Linked DNA regions of Pan troglodytes: region 1 is linked to region 2. A link is a contact called in public Hi-C data. All regions are on one chromosome and are shown on one strand. The core of a region is the stretch at or near the end of the contact, and the rest is flanking DNA. Distances in the headings are between cores, read along the strand shown. Region 1 has its middle 14 kb from the start of PLA2G2F. Region 2 has its middle 6.3 kb from the start of CAMK2N1.

Region 1 (6,731 bases), core at 2,615-5,114, 340 kb after region 2:
CAACTGGGGGCCCCTTCCTTCCAATGTCCTATTTTCTTACAGTAAAGCACACTGGTTATGCTGCAAGTGTGGATGGCCAGATTGGGTATTTTTCCTGGGGCCCCCCCTTCTCTCGCCCCTTTGGGGGAAACCCCTCTAATAGCTGCCGCTAGCAGGTCAGTGTTTCGCTGGGCTTGGCATTCACTCTCTGTGGTGCTCTCTGCGGCTTACTGCATCTCTATTTACAAACATCTGGTTGGCTATCTCCAATAACTGTGACGTATTCATGCCTACAAACCCAGCCTGTTTCTGCAATTTTCTTCTAATGTCTTCTGTAGTTTGACTAAAGCCATGGTAATCATGCACTGATTTTCAGGGCTATCGGGATCAAAGGGAGTATACATAGGATAGGCCTCACATAGTCTCTCGTAGAATTGTGCTGGGCTCTCATCTTTCCCTTAAATGACCTCAGAGACTTTGTTAACATTTGTGGCCTTCTGAGCTCCCTTCTTTAACCCTTCCAGAAGGGCTTCCCTGTACCGGTTTAGCCTTTGCATACTGTCTTTCATCTGGGTCCCACTGGGGGTCTGTTCCTGGTAATTGGATCCTCACATACTCTTGGGGGTTTTGGTAATCAGCAGGAACATGTTCTTCCAGCCACTTAGTTGCTGCTTGGAGCACTCTCCTCCTTTCATCTGTGTTAAAGAGGTACATGAGCACCTGGTGGCAATCAGCCCAGGTGGGGTTGTGGGTCTGGATTATAGTTTGGAGCAAATCAATTATAGCTTGAGGCTTTCCCGTATAGGATGGGGTATTGTTTTTCCTATTGAGGAGATCGGTAGGGGTGAAGAGCTGGTACACAAAGGCACGCCTCTCCACCATATGCCCGTCCTCATCTACCCCAGTATACCATTGCTGTCTCAGGGGCATTTGTATCCCAGTTCTAGGCCTCAAACAGGCTGCCAAGGGAGGGGTTTCTCCCGAGGCCTCGCATCCTTTCTTTTCTACTCTGGATGGCCTAGGGGTATATAGGCCTTGTGGAAGCTCGGGTGCAGTGGGCTCAGGAATGGAAGGCCTTCCTTCTTGGTAAAAGGGGGAGGTCACTGGTGCTGTTTCTTGCCATGAATCCTCTGATGTTGGGTCGGACAGGACTTTAGGAGTTGATTGCCTCGGTGGGTGGAGCAGGATTCTTCCTTGGCTGTTTGGCCCTTTGCCACTAGTATTACTACTGCCTATCCTCTTAACCACTGTGGGGGGGTCTAAAACCAGCTGTAACCAAGTGTCTATATATGGAAACTGGTCTAGGTATCCTTTACCAGTTACCTTGTGCCACACCTTTGAAACAAGGGACCTGTCTAGGCTTCCTTCTGTTGGCCAACCCACTTCTAATGTTGCTCAGTCTATCTCACACAAAGTTCTAAGCTTTCCTGGTGTCATAGTTCACTCCATAGTCTCCACCAAATCCTTCCTTGAAATTTTTCAACATAGTTCCTAGAAGAGTGGGCTTACTTTGCGTTCCACCCACCTTCCTCCCGAGACAAAACAACACTCACACTACAAGAAGGAAAGGGTAAAGGGGTCACTGTAGTCTCGACTGTCTCAAACTCAAGCACTCACTTTCACTTTCCTTTTTGCAAACAAGTCAAGCCAAATCAAAATCAATACTGAGACCAAAGTGCCGATTGCAAACAAGTCAAACCAAATCAAAATCAATGCCGAGACCCAAGTGCCGATAAGGGCACACGGTGGGTGATCAGTCCACGCTTCCACTCAAATGGAGTGGGGAAATTCCCAGGACCGGTCCTACCGTATTCCAGTTGTCCAGACTCCAAGTGCCAGTTCCTTCCCAGTGTTCAGCCACTGCGTCGATCCTCCACGGGGGCCTGCCATGCACCACTCTGATGAGGCATCCCACTGGGGCAAATACCTACCCGGGAGCACTCTCAGGATCCGCGTCACTCAAGCTGGCCAGAGCCGCCCACAGGGATACTTCGCAGGGCAGGCCTAAACTGCCTAAGGGGCTGCCTGGACCGTCCATCAGTCACCCCGCTTCCCGGTCAGGGAACTAAGAAATGTAGCAGGACGAGCCGTGGACAAAACCCCTCAGACACCAGGTTAAGGAAGGATTTGGCTTTATTTGCCTGGGAGTTTCGGCAGACTCGCGTCTCAAGAACAGAGCTCCCCGAAGACAGAGTTCCTGGCCGTTTTAAGGGCTTACAACTCTAAGGGGTTCCACGTGAAAGGGTCGTGGTAGATTGAGAGCACATGTGGTTAGAGTGGCGGGCTTGGGGGAGCGGTGGTTAAACTTTTAACCTCAGGCCTGGTCATCAGTGGCACTGGCTGGTCTTGCCACTGACTTCATTCCTGTTGTTTTTCAACTTTTACTTCCTCCTTCTCTTCAGAGACAGGAGACAGTAAGAGAAATGGCCTCTCTCCTCACCCACCTCCTAGGGCTGCTGAGAGGGTTAAATGAGAGGACACACAGAGCTCTGGGCACAGTGATCGATGCACTCTGCTTTTCTTACTTGGGCCCTGACATCCTGAGATCACAGACCCCTTTCCTTGGCAGAGCATGGGTGTTTTAGAGGGGTTGACTTTGGCAGGGCAATATGTCTTTTTTTTTTTTTTTTCCCTCAGACGGAGGCTCGTTTTGTCACCCAGGCCGGAGTGCAGTGGCGCGATCTCGGCTCACTGCAAGCTCCGCCTCCCAGGTTCATGCCATTCTCCTGCCTCAGCCTCCCGAGTAGCTGGGGCTACAGGCGCCCCCCCACCATGTCCGGCTAATTTTTTTTTTTTTTGTATTTTGTTTAGTAGAGACAGGGATTCACCGTATTAGCCAGGGTGGTCTCGATCTCCTGACCTCATGATCCGCCCACCTCAGCCTCCCAAAGTGCTGGGATTACAGCGGTGAGCCACCACGCCTGGCCCAATATGTCTTTCTTTTTTTTTTTTTTTTTTAACTGTGCACCCCTGTCTCCTGTTGCTAGGAGCCTTGGTGTTTTTCTCCAGAACTTTCCTTGTTGTCACAGTGGGTGGCATCAGCTGCTTGTCAGGAAGCCACAACTGGGGAAGCCAACAGCTAGCGTTACTGCGGCAGCCTCTGGAGGAAGGGCTGCCTCTCTGCATTCATAGTCAGGGCCGGGCCGAGGAAGTGGCGGCTCTCAGGCCCAGCTGGGGGCAGGGTCAGTCAAGGCCCCGGGTGCCTGGCTATGGCTTAGGGACAGCAAGGGTCCACAGACCCTTCCCTTCTGCATCCTCTCCCTCCTCCTCCTCCCACCCGCTCCCGTTCCCCCTCACACTCACAGGCAGGGAGCCAGATTGTCTTGCTAAATAACAGCTTTGCTTCTGCCAGTTTTCTGTTTGGGGAAGAATATCACAGGCAGTCCACTTCCATCAGCAACACCTTCTTCTACCTGCCGCTGTCTGCCACCCCGACCTGAAGGTCTTTTGCCCAGGGCACCAGTCACCCACTCTAGAAAATTTCCCTTCTCCACGCCAGGCCCTATGCTAGGGGCATTCTCATCCCTGAGCTCATGTCATCCTCAAACCCTATGGGGTGTGCTTCATTATCAACCACATTTTACAGAAGGGGGAAACTGAGGCTGAGAGGGGTGAAGCGACTTGCCACATCTACACTGCCCGCTAGGGACAGGGCCAGGGTGCCACCCAGCCTGTGCTGTTTGCTTTAAGGGCAGCGCTTCTCGAGAGGCGGTGATGACAACAATGAGAGGATGGTGGAGGCCATACTGACGGCTTCCTGTGCTCTCCTGGACACTGTGGGCCTGTGGCAGGCCCTCAACAGAATTCCACTCTGGGTCCAGGGCAGAGGGGCGGGAGGGGTGCGGTGGAGCACCGGTTGTGACCCGTGATGTCCACTAGGTGTCGCCCGCGTTCTGGAAAAGCTGTCAGGGACGCCCCACAGGTCGGAGGAACCGGGAAAGGAGCCGGGAGGGGCATGGGTCTCCCGAGGGGGTAGGCGGACCTAGGTCTGGGCAGAGATGGCAGCCCCAGGACAGGGAGGAGCACTAACAGCGCCGTCCTCACGCTTTAGCGTGGAAGACCTCAGTCCCCCGGATGGAGTCTTCATGGGTCCCCAGGGGAGGAGATCCCCAGGCGGTGGAAGGGGCCCCTCCTCACAAAATGTGACCCCCTGCTCCTCCTCTCCACGCCAGGGAGACCCCAGCTGCACCACCCCAGCTGCATCCATCCTCTTTTGGCACCTTTGGGACTGCCACACAGACCTGAGTCCTCACCCCTGTGCTCCCGGCCACACCACTTGGCACCGCGTGTCAAGGTTAAGAGCTCAGCGTCTGCCTCCCGCCTGGGCTGCAGGCTTCTCGGGAGGGGGGGGCGGGCAGAGGCTGGAAGCCCAGCACCACAGCTGGCACACAGGGGACTCTCATGCAGGGCTGCTGGGTGAACGAACCCGTGGGGTGAGCTTGTCCAGGGATTTTCAAACTTTTAAAATACTGAGTTGAGGAATCCCTCTTCTTGCAGGGTCGCCTGTGAAAGCTTCCCCATATAACACAGGGGTACCGGCTGATGTCCCCAGGGAAGCCCACGGCTTTAGGGAGCATGAGAAACAGCCGCTCTGGGCCAGGCGCGGTGGCTCATGCCTGTAATCCCAGCACTTTGGGAGGCCGAGGCGGGCGGATCACGAGGTCAAGAGATCGAGACCATCCTGGCTAACATAGTGAAACCCCGTCTCTACTAAAAATACAAAAAATTAGCCGGGCGTGGTGGTGGGCGCCTATAGTCCCAGCTACTCGGGAGGCTGAGGCAAGAGAATGGCGTGTACCCGGGAGGCGGAGCTTGCAGTGAGCCGAGATGGCGCCACTGCACTCCAGCCTGGGTGACAGAGTGAGACTCCGTCTCAAAAAAAAAAGAAAAGAAAAGAAAAGAAAAAGAAACAGCCGCTCTGGTCCCTGCAGGGGAGGCAACGGATGCCCATACAGGAAGGAGCCTGAGTCGGGAAGGGGCCAGGACCCAGCTGCCCTGCGGGACCCTCATGGCCCCACGGTCACTCACTTTCACTCTGAAGAAATATCCAGCCTCCATACTAATGATCTCGACTGTAATAATCTCCTGCTTTCCCCTCCCCACCCCACTCGGCTCACAAAGCCCTTTCCTCCCCACTGTCTCAGTGGCTGTCACAACAAGCCTGGGACCCTTCACTGCAGAAATGTAGTCCCATTTCACAGATGGGCCCACCAAGGCTCAACAGATGTCAGCGGCAGAGCTGGAAGGAGAACTGGATGGGCCGGCATCAGGACCTCGGTCTCTCCTCCCACTGCCCCAGGTGCCCACATCATAATTCAGGAGCTGCAAGGAGCAGGGATTAAAAGTCAGACGCAGCCAGGAGTGGTGGCTCACACCTGTAATTCCAGCACTTTGGGAGGCTGAGGTGGGCGGATCACTTGAGGTCAGGAGTTCGAGACCAGCCTGGCCAACATGGTGGAACCCTATCTCTAATAAAAATACAAAAATTAGCTGGGCGTGGTGGCGGGCGCCTGTAGTCCCAGCTACTCGGGAGGCCGAGGCAGGAGAATTGCTTGAATCCAGGAGGCGGAGGTTGCAGTGAGCCGAGATGACACCGCTGCACTCCAGCCTGGACAACATGGCGAGACTCTGTCTAAAAAAAAAAAAAAAAAAAAAATAGTCCGACACAGAGGACTCAGAGCCCAGCCCCACCACCTGTGACCTGTGTGACTTGAACTCTCTGGGACTCGGTTATTCAACAGAAATGGGTGGAGAGAGTACGGCAGAGATCTGTGCCTGAAAAGCGCTTAGCCCCGTTGTTATCATCATACCATGGTCATCGTCCCACTGCCGGACCACGGGGCCTAGGGTCCATAGTTTGGGCACCACTTCTCACTCCCAGGCTGGGGGCAGGAGGGAGACGGGCCATGCCAGCTACTGGGCATGGGAACCCACCTTCCCCAGAGCTGGAGAAGCAGGGTTGAGTCACTGTGCCCTCCCCCGATGCCTGGCCAAGGAGGGGCCAGCCATGGGGAGTTGAGGTAGGAGGCCTTTATTCATTTGAGGAGAGGAAGCCGAGTCCTGTGGAGATTATCCAGGAGCTGCAGCATCCGAAGCGTCTGGGGTGAGTGGGGGCAGGCAGGACCCCTGGCAGCAGAATCCCATCCCCAGACCCTGGCCTAGACTTTCCGAGGGACAGGGGAGGGTGTGTGTGCGGGGGGGAGGGGCGCAGCTGGGAACCTGCGTTCCCCCCAGCCGGAGAACCATGGCCAGCAGGAGGCGGCGGTGTGGCGTGGGGGGTGGGGGGCGTGGGCCCCTCCCAGACTGACTGTGGCGCTGGGTGGCAGTGTCCTTGTCTCCAAGGCTGGGGCTCTGGAAACCGCCTCTGGTCAGGTTTCCTGTCCTTTTTTTCATACATGTCCCTTCTGCCTCCTTCTCCACCCTTCCCGGCTCTCCCTCCCCAGCGACAATGGTGCTCCAGGGGCACTGCCAGGCGAGCTTGCTGGCGGCTGTTGAGTCCAGGCGGAGGGTGGCTTCAGTGGTTTTCGGGCAGGTGGGGCTGGCTCCGTGGAGGCTGCTGACCCTGAGTTGAGGCTCGGGCAGGTAAGGAGGAAGGTAAGGTGCACCTGGAGAAACAACAGTGCTGGGGGCCACAGGGCCGTCCCCTCCACTTCAGCCCCAGCTCCACGCCCCACACAGGAACCCAGCCCCGTAAGGCCCTGGCCCCCAGCTCCTCTGTGTTGCCTGGAGGCCCTTCCCTGCTGGCGGCTGTC
Region 2 (6,774 bases), core at 285-2,784:
GAAGTAGAATTTGAGATGAGCCTGGACAACATAGCAGGACACTTTCTCTACAAAAAATAAAAACAAAGCTGACCATGGTGGTACACACCTGTAGTCCCAGCCACTCAGGAGACTGAGGTAGGAGGATGGCTTGAGCCCAGGAGATTGAGGTTGCAGTGAGCTGTAATCATGCCACAGCACTCCAGCCTGGGCAACAGAGTGAGACCCCAACTCCAAAAAACAAATAAAAACAAATAGAACCCCATGCCATGCTGTTGTCTGTCTTTGTTCACATGAATTCCTGATCTGGAATGCTGGTCCTTTCTTCACCTTGCTAACATCGATTCACCCTTTAACACTCAGCTTTAGGTGTGTCCTCGAGGGAAAATCTTCCCTGTCCCTCCCCACCTAGGCTGGGTTAGGTATCCCTCCTCTGAGATTCCATAATAAGAGTCTCAAATCTCGATTCCTGCTCTTAGCCATATTGTCAATGTCTTGGGCGGGGACTGTCTCATAACTTTTCCTTCTCCAGCACAAATTCTGGGTTGTCAGTGCAGACTAATTAGAACTCACATCAGGGCTCACTATTTGCTAGGTACCCTGAGAAGTGCAGTACATAATGAACCCTTCCGGTCCTCACTTGCGAGGTACGGAGGAATGTGTTTGTATTATTCTTAAATAAAAGGAAACAGAGGCCCAGAGAGGTCAAGTGTCTTGCCCAAGTGCACAAGAGGGATGGGACTTAAACCCAGGCAGTCTGACTCCAGAGCCCAAGTTCTTAACTACAGAATGTACATGGAATGAATGAGTCAACCCATGAATGAAATAGTAGGTGTGGGCGAAACAATCCTGGAAGACTGCCTAGAGGAGCTGGTTTTTGGACCACAGATGAAAGTGGTGATTGTAAGGAGTGAGGGCAGCCCACCTTTTAGGACCTGGGAGCTAGGATGGATGAACTGTACAGGAGGAACTCCATGTCCAGTGACCTGTCCAGAGCTTTGAGGACTCCACACAGGAAAGTCAGGGCAGTGTCACCGGACGGTGATAAATGGTCTTGACTGGGAGCCCAATGACTGGCTTTCTCTCTGGTCCTGCTCCATTGCTGTGTGATCTTGATCAAGTGATTTAACCTCTCTGGGCCTTAGTTCTGTCTATGAAAGGACCAAGCTGGATTAGAAGCTCTCCTCCGTTCAGCTCTATTTTGCATGTCTATGAGAGGCAGCATGGGTGAGGGACTAGGGAGGGCAGTCCTGGAGCTGGTCTGAGAGATGAGATGTGGCTCCTCTGCAGGCTAGCTGGGTGCCACAGCCTCCAGACCGTGCTCCCAGAAAGCCGGGTGCTCAGCACATTTTCTCTCTAATTAGATAGTGTTAACTGATCAATTTTGAATGAGATCAGTTTCCATGTGTGCTGTCCTGAATTGCTCCCCGAAGTGCTCATTAGTCACTTCCCCTGCAGCTGCCTTATTGTTTTCCAGATGCCAGCGAGGGACTTGGCATTTCCCTTCCCTGAGACTGGAGCACGTGAGGCTGAGCCAGTGCCACTGGTGTGGGGCAGGGGGCGCTGAGCCAGTCTGGGTGAAGCCCCTCATCTCCTGCTCTTAACCCTTAGTCCCTGCTGGAGCCATTGCTCCTCATTAGGGACGTCACATCCACATTTTGTGGCCACGTGCTGCTGCTGCTGCCATTGGACCATGACTCTGGGGGGACCACAGCCGAACTCAACAAACATTTATTAAGCGCTGAGTGGGCCAGGCACCTTGCATCTGTAACCTGAATGCTCCCTAGGCCTGGGAGGGGGGCACAAACGAGGTCGTACTAATGTTAATGTCCAGATGACCATAATTGCAGGCTTCCATCCCCTCACCGTCTTCCCTAGCTATTAAAGGTGCTTCCTGCATTCCTAGTTACTGGGCTGTGCTCCACGCGTGCTTGCAACAAATCGCTCATCTTCATTTCCTCATTTCCTTCCTTCCCCAGCCCCTCCTAATGCTGCAGTCTCCACAATGCCCTCCAGGTGGCGCTATGTCTCTATGGTCGAGGAGGGCTGGAGGACTTGGAGGACAAACAGGTTGTGCTTCCAAAGGCCTGTGCAATTTTCCCTTCCCCAAGGGGTGGGGAACAGGCCTTGGAAGTCAGAGAGCAGACTCCGAGGAGGACGCTGGCCTCCTGATCCCAGGGCCAGCTGGGAACAGCCCGGAAAGGGCGAAGCAGTCTCTTCAATTTCCTCCTTTGTCGGCCCAACTCACTAGGGAGCTGGCTGCAGATGTGAAAGTTTTGAGAAACCCAGAAAATTCAGGGGGGACCAAAAATCCCACATTTCTCCCCTGTAATTTCCCAGGCATTCACATCTTTAAATATACTAACCATAATTTCTTTAAACAAAAACGAGATATGCATAATGCATTGCATGTTCTTAAAATATGCAAATGACTTCACACTGGGAGAGGATGCATGAAAAAAAATTGTATGGCACAGATTTTGATTTTTCTCCCCAGAAGATATTCCTCCGTGGAGAAATTCTGCTTCTCCAGCCTGGCCAGCTCTCTTCACTGCCTCGTGCTTTCTCCTGTGCTTCCGGCTTCTCTCTCTGCCTTCTCACTTCCCCGTCTTCTGCTTCCTCTCTTCCTCTGTCCCCTACTTTAATTGGAAGTTCTGCTTCTTGTCTGCCCAGTTTGTCTCCTGCCTTGGAGCCTGTGGAAGGGTTTCTTCCCCTGTGTGGGGATCTGTCTCCTTCTTTGAGATTGTTTTTAGTCTCTTGGATTCTGTTTCTGCCAATTTCTGCAGGTCTCGTTTTCACCTGTCCCTAGCACCTGCCTTCCTGATCAGATTGTCCTCTGCCATGACCAGCCCAGGACCTGGCAGGGCTGGATGGGGAGGGCCTCTGTGACCATGCACCGGTGGCTCTGTAGTCTTCTATTCTCCCTATTACGTAGGAAGTCGCTTCCTAGGAAGAAGAGACCCTCTTCTCCTCTCCTGAAGGCCGTAGGAGGCTCTGGGCCATGGGACTCACTGCTGGAGCTGTCCCTTGCTGTCACCGTAATGACTCAGTCTGCAACTCATTTGAGCCCCACAATCTCCCTTTGAGGCTGATCTTGTCCCACTCATTTTATGGCACAGAGGGATTCTGGCTCAGAGAGTGGAGTAACTGCCTCAAGACCACACAGGTTGGAGGGGGTGGAGCTGGGATTGAACTCAGGTCTCTGGGTCTACCCTCGTTTAACTGGCTTTTCATGGGATTCAGTGAGCAGGGTGCTGCACTGGTTCTTGGGAGGCCTGGTCTCAGTGCTGGTGGCTCTGTCTCCAGTTGAGCAGCTCATCTTCCTTATGTGGGACTCACTTTTCCCACCACACAGTGGGAAAGTATCCCTGCTGCGTCCTGCCCACTTCACAGGGCTATCATGGACGTTAAATACCTCACATCCATCGAGTGGGAAAGTGCTTGAATGCAGTGCTTGGGAACTGAGGGTCCAGAGACCTGCACAGCCAGGCTTCTCGGTGGGATCCTGGGCTCAGCAGTGAGGGGCCGCATCCCTCTGATCATAATGGAGCCATCACAGGTCTGACCCAGATCTGGGGGCCTCCTCAGTCGGTCCTGGCACCTCTTAGCTTAAGGAGTAAAGAGCTCTTCTGTTGTCACGGAACACTGGTGGGGGACCCTGTAATGCCACTTGAGGATCCAGCCCTGACTTTTCATGTGAGGGCTCTTTGGGGTTCAGCGATCCCCTGGAAATTGTTTACGCAATGTTCTGCTTCTGGGAAAGAGAATTGTCTCTTTCATCAGATTCCCGAAGGGGTCCTCAGTGTGTGAGAGCTTTGGACTCTAATCTACGCCCACTCTGTTTCTGTGGCTAGGCTGAGGTGTAGGGACCAGAAGAGGTTTGCTGGGCTTTCCTGGCCCCGGGCCTGCTCAGGGAGGCAGTGCCACCCAACAGTGGCGAGCCGGCCTCTGGCATCCGAACTGCTGCCTCCCATTGGCTGTGTGGTTTTGGGCTCATCTGTGAACTTTTCTGGCCTCGGAGCCCTCCTTCGTGGTATGGATGTGGCAGTCACAAGCCACCTTCTATGGCAGGCTCTCAGTAATGACTGGGGGTGGCTATTGAATTTGGAATCAGAGGGCAGTGGCTGCCCCTTCTGAACTGGGGTGGGGTCAGCTCCTCCTTAACCCCCTTTAGTGGCCACAGTTTGGCTCAGTTCATTGCTCTGCTGAAGTCAGGGGCTGCTTAGTTAGGGAGACTTCTAGCTTCTTCGGACCCCTGGGCAGGAGAAACCTGATAGGCCATGTGATGTTTTCAGAGCCTGGGCTTTGGAGCCCGGCCATGTTTCCAAACCTCTTGAGCCTCAGTTTCACCATCTGCCCACTGGGGCTAAAGTCATACCTGCCCTTACCTGCCCCCCAGGACACACTCCTGTGGTTGTAGAAGTCTGATTGTGCCAGGTCTGTCTGCTGTTCTCTCCTCCCTGTCTGGGCTTGAGAGGCAGCGAGAGTTTTCCAGGGCGCCCAGAGCCCCAGCACCTCCCACCAGCTAAGTCTGGGCTGGGAGTTGTAGACAGAATTTCTCCCTCAGAGCTCCAAGCCCAGAGTCCCCTGCCCGGCCCCATGCCATTGGTCCTCACGCACTGCTGACGTGGAATGATGGCGATGGGGGGCGCAGAGGCAGGGGGCAGGGTCAGGCACCTTTGTGGCCTTACCCCCTCCCATGCCCTGTTGAGGCTTGGCTCCTAAGCCCCTCTCAGCTCTCCTCATGGTTTTTTACATTTTCCTGAAGAGCCCATGAGACTCTCATTCTGTAGGTTTTTGGTGCAATAAAAACTTTAAACAATGACCCTGTGATCTTTGTATTTTATTTTAAAGAAACACCCCAAACTTCATTGTCAGAAAAAATGAGCTTTTGTGACTGATCGCTCATTGCTGGAGCTTCCCTCCCTTTTGCGACTCCAAGTGTGACACATGTCGTGTCAGGGTGGCAGGAATGTGAAGCGGAGTGAGGAAGCCTGTGTTTTACCGTTCCCTGGCTGGGCCTCAGTTTCCCCAGCTGTCATGTGAGGAGTTAGACTAGATGAGCTCTGGCGGTGGTTTCACACCGAGCCTGGCAGGGCTTTGGGGGCTCTTTGGAGACCGTTGGAGACCGGCTCGGGGATGGAGGGCCCAGAAGGTGGGGTTCTGACCCTTGTGACCCCATCAGCTTATCCTTTGTCTAAGTTTCATCTACTGAATTTCCTTGTAAGATTTTATTTGGAGAGAGGGTCTTAGTGATTAGACAGACAAATAAGTTAACACCCTTTGAGTTGTATTGGGGGCAGGGTTGTGTCTGCCACAGAAGTCCTCAACAAGTGTTTGCTGAATGAATGAATCCTTCTCTTAACATTCCTTGATTCTGGATCTAAGCTACCTCCAGTCGGCCCGTGTGCTCGTCTCTCACCGTGTGTGTGTGTGTGTGTGTGTGTGTGTGTGGTCACGAGGCAGGGACGGGGGCAGAGGCCCTGCCTTTCAAGGAGGGTAGGGAAGGGAAGTGGCTGCAACCCAGGTTCCAGTCACTGAGCTCAGAGGGGTGGTGGGGACTTGGGTTTTTATCCAACTCTGGCTCAGAGTGGTGATTCCCTGCTGGATGGCCACTTAGCCTCTCCTGAGGTGACCAGCTGGCTATTGAGAGGGCATCACCCCCTGGCCTTTCCTGCTGACAGTTTAGGGTCTGAGCCGGCCCTGGCAAACCTCAGCATTCCCAGCACCCCATCTCTACGGGAGCCTGGGCTTGGCCTGCCATCCAATGCCCAGGTGAAGGAACGGAGCCCAGAAGGCAGGCACAGAGGCCTGGGCTAGGCTGTCCCACAGCCACGTTCTCTACGTCTTGCCATCACTGTCTGATGCCGCTGCCTGTGCCTCAGTTTCCCCATCTGGATTGGAGGGAGGAGACGAGATCAAGCGGAAACTGATGTGTGCTGAGCCTCCCTTCTGTGCTGGGCCCTGCTGGGCTGACCTTCCCCTTTCTTATCCCACCAGCTTGAGTGTGGGGCTTGGTGCACAGTCTGGGCTATCAAATACATATTTTTGATCCTGGAATGTCTGTGCTGAAAGGGTCCATGGAGATGGCCTGGTCCTGTGGTTCTTATTTCTAGAGTCCTGGGGTTTGGTGAAGGAGTTTCAGATGAAGTTTCAGGGGGAAGCTGGAGTAAGGTCCTGGGACCCCCACCTTTGCTTCAAGCAGGTTTTATCTACTTTGGATTTGGGAAAACTGGTTTTGCCGCTGAAAAGATGTGATCTTCTCCAGGTTTCCCACTGGATGATGTAGAGTCAGAGGCAGCTTTTTCAAAGCCACAAAGAAAGCCTATAGCAAATAATAACAACCACTTTTATTGAGGACTGACTCTGTGCTAGGCGTGGTGTGTGTATGATCTCCTCCCCACAATGAACCACCAAGTAATAATGATTCTTATGCCAGTTTGACAGATGAAAAAACTTAGGCACAGAGAGTGAAAGGATCACAGACCTAGGAAATGACCGAGCAGGGCTTTGAACTTTTTTTTTTGAGATGGCGTCTCGCTCTGTTGTCCATGCTGGAATGCAGTGGTGCAATCATGGCTCACTGCAGCTTCAATTTCCCTGGCTCAAACAATCCTCCCTGATCAGCCTCCCGAGTAGCTGGGATCACAAGTGTGCCCCACCATGCCCGATTCCTTTTTAAATTTTTTGTAGAGATGAGGGTCTCACTATATTGCCCAGGCTGGTCTCGAACTCCTACACTCAAGCAATCCGACTGTCTCAGCCTCCCAAAGTACTGGGATTATAGGTGTGAGC

The links. A called contact is a pair of places that touch in the nucleus more often than the background predicts.
Region 1: a contact with region 2 is called in a Hi-C map of stem cell-derived neural progenitor cells, with 4 times the contacts expected there. The contact joins two enhancer-like sites. A contact is called at or near these places in 1 of 7 Hi-C or Micro-C datasets (stem cell-derived neural progenitor cells) and 1 of 1 datasets of contacts at active chromatin or transcription factors (stem cell-derived excitatory neurons).

Annotation. Positions count from the first base shown.
Region 1 is chr1:211,044,942-211,051,672 of NHGRI_mPanTro3-v2.0_pri, forward strand. No RefSeq gene overlaps it. Among named protein-coding and RNA genes, the nearest start is that of PLA2G2F, 14 kb to the right of the region's middle. Within about 2 kb of position 3,865, at least 9 of the 24 cell types and tissues checked have an H3K27ac peak or open chromatin away from gene starts, as enhancers often do. A contact at or near this core is called in stem cell-derived neural progenitor cells, where this site is marked.
Region 2 is chr1:210,705,572-210,712,345 of NHGRI_mPanTro3-v2.0_pri, forward strand. No RefSeq gene overlaps it. Among named protein-coding and RNA genes, the nearest start is that of CAMK2N1, 6.3 kb to the right of the region's middle. Within about 2 kb of position 1,535, at least 11 of the 24 cell types and tissues checked have an H3K27ac peak or open chromatin away from gene starts, as enhancers often do. A contact at or near this core is called in stem cell-derived neural progenitor cells, where this site is marked.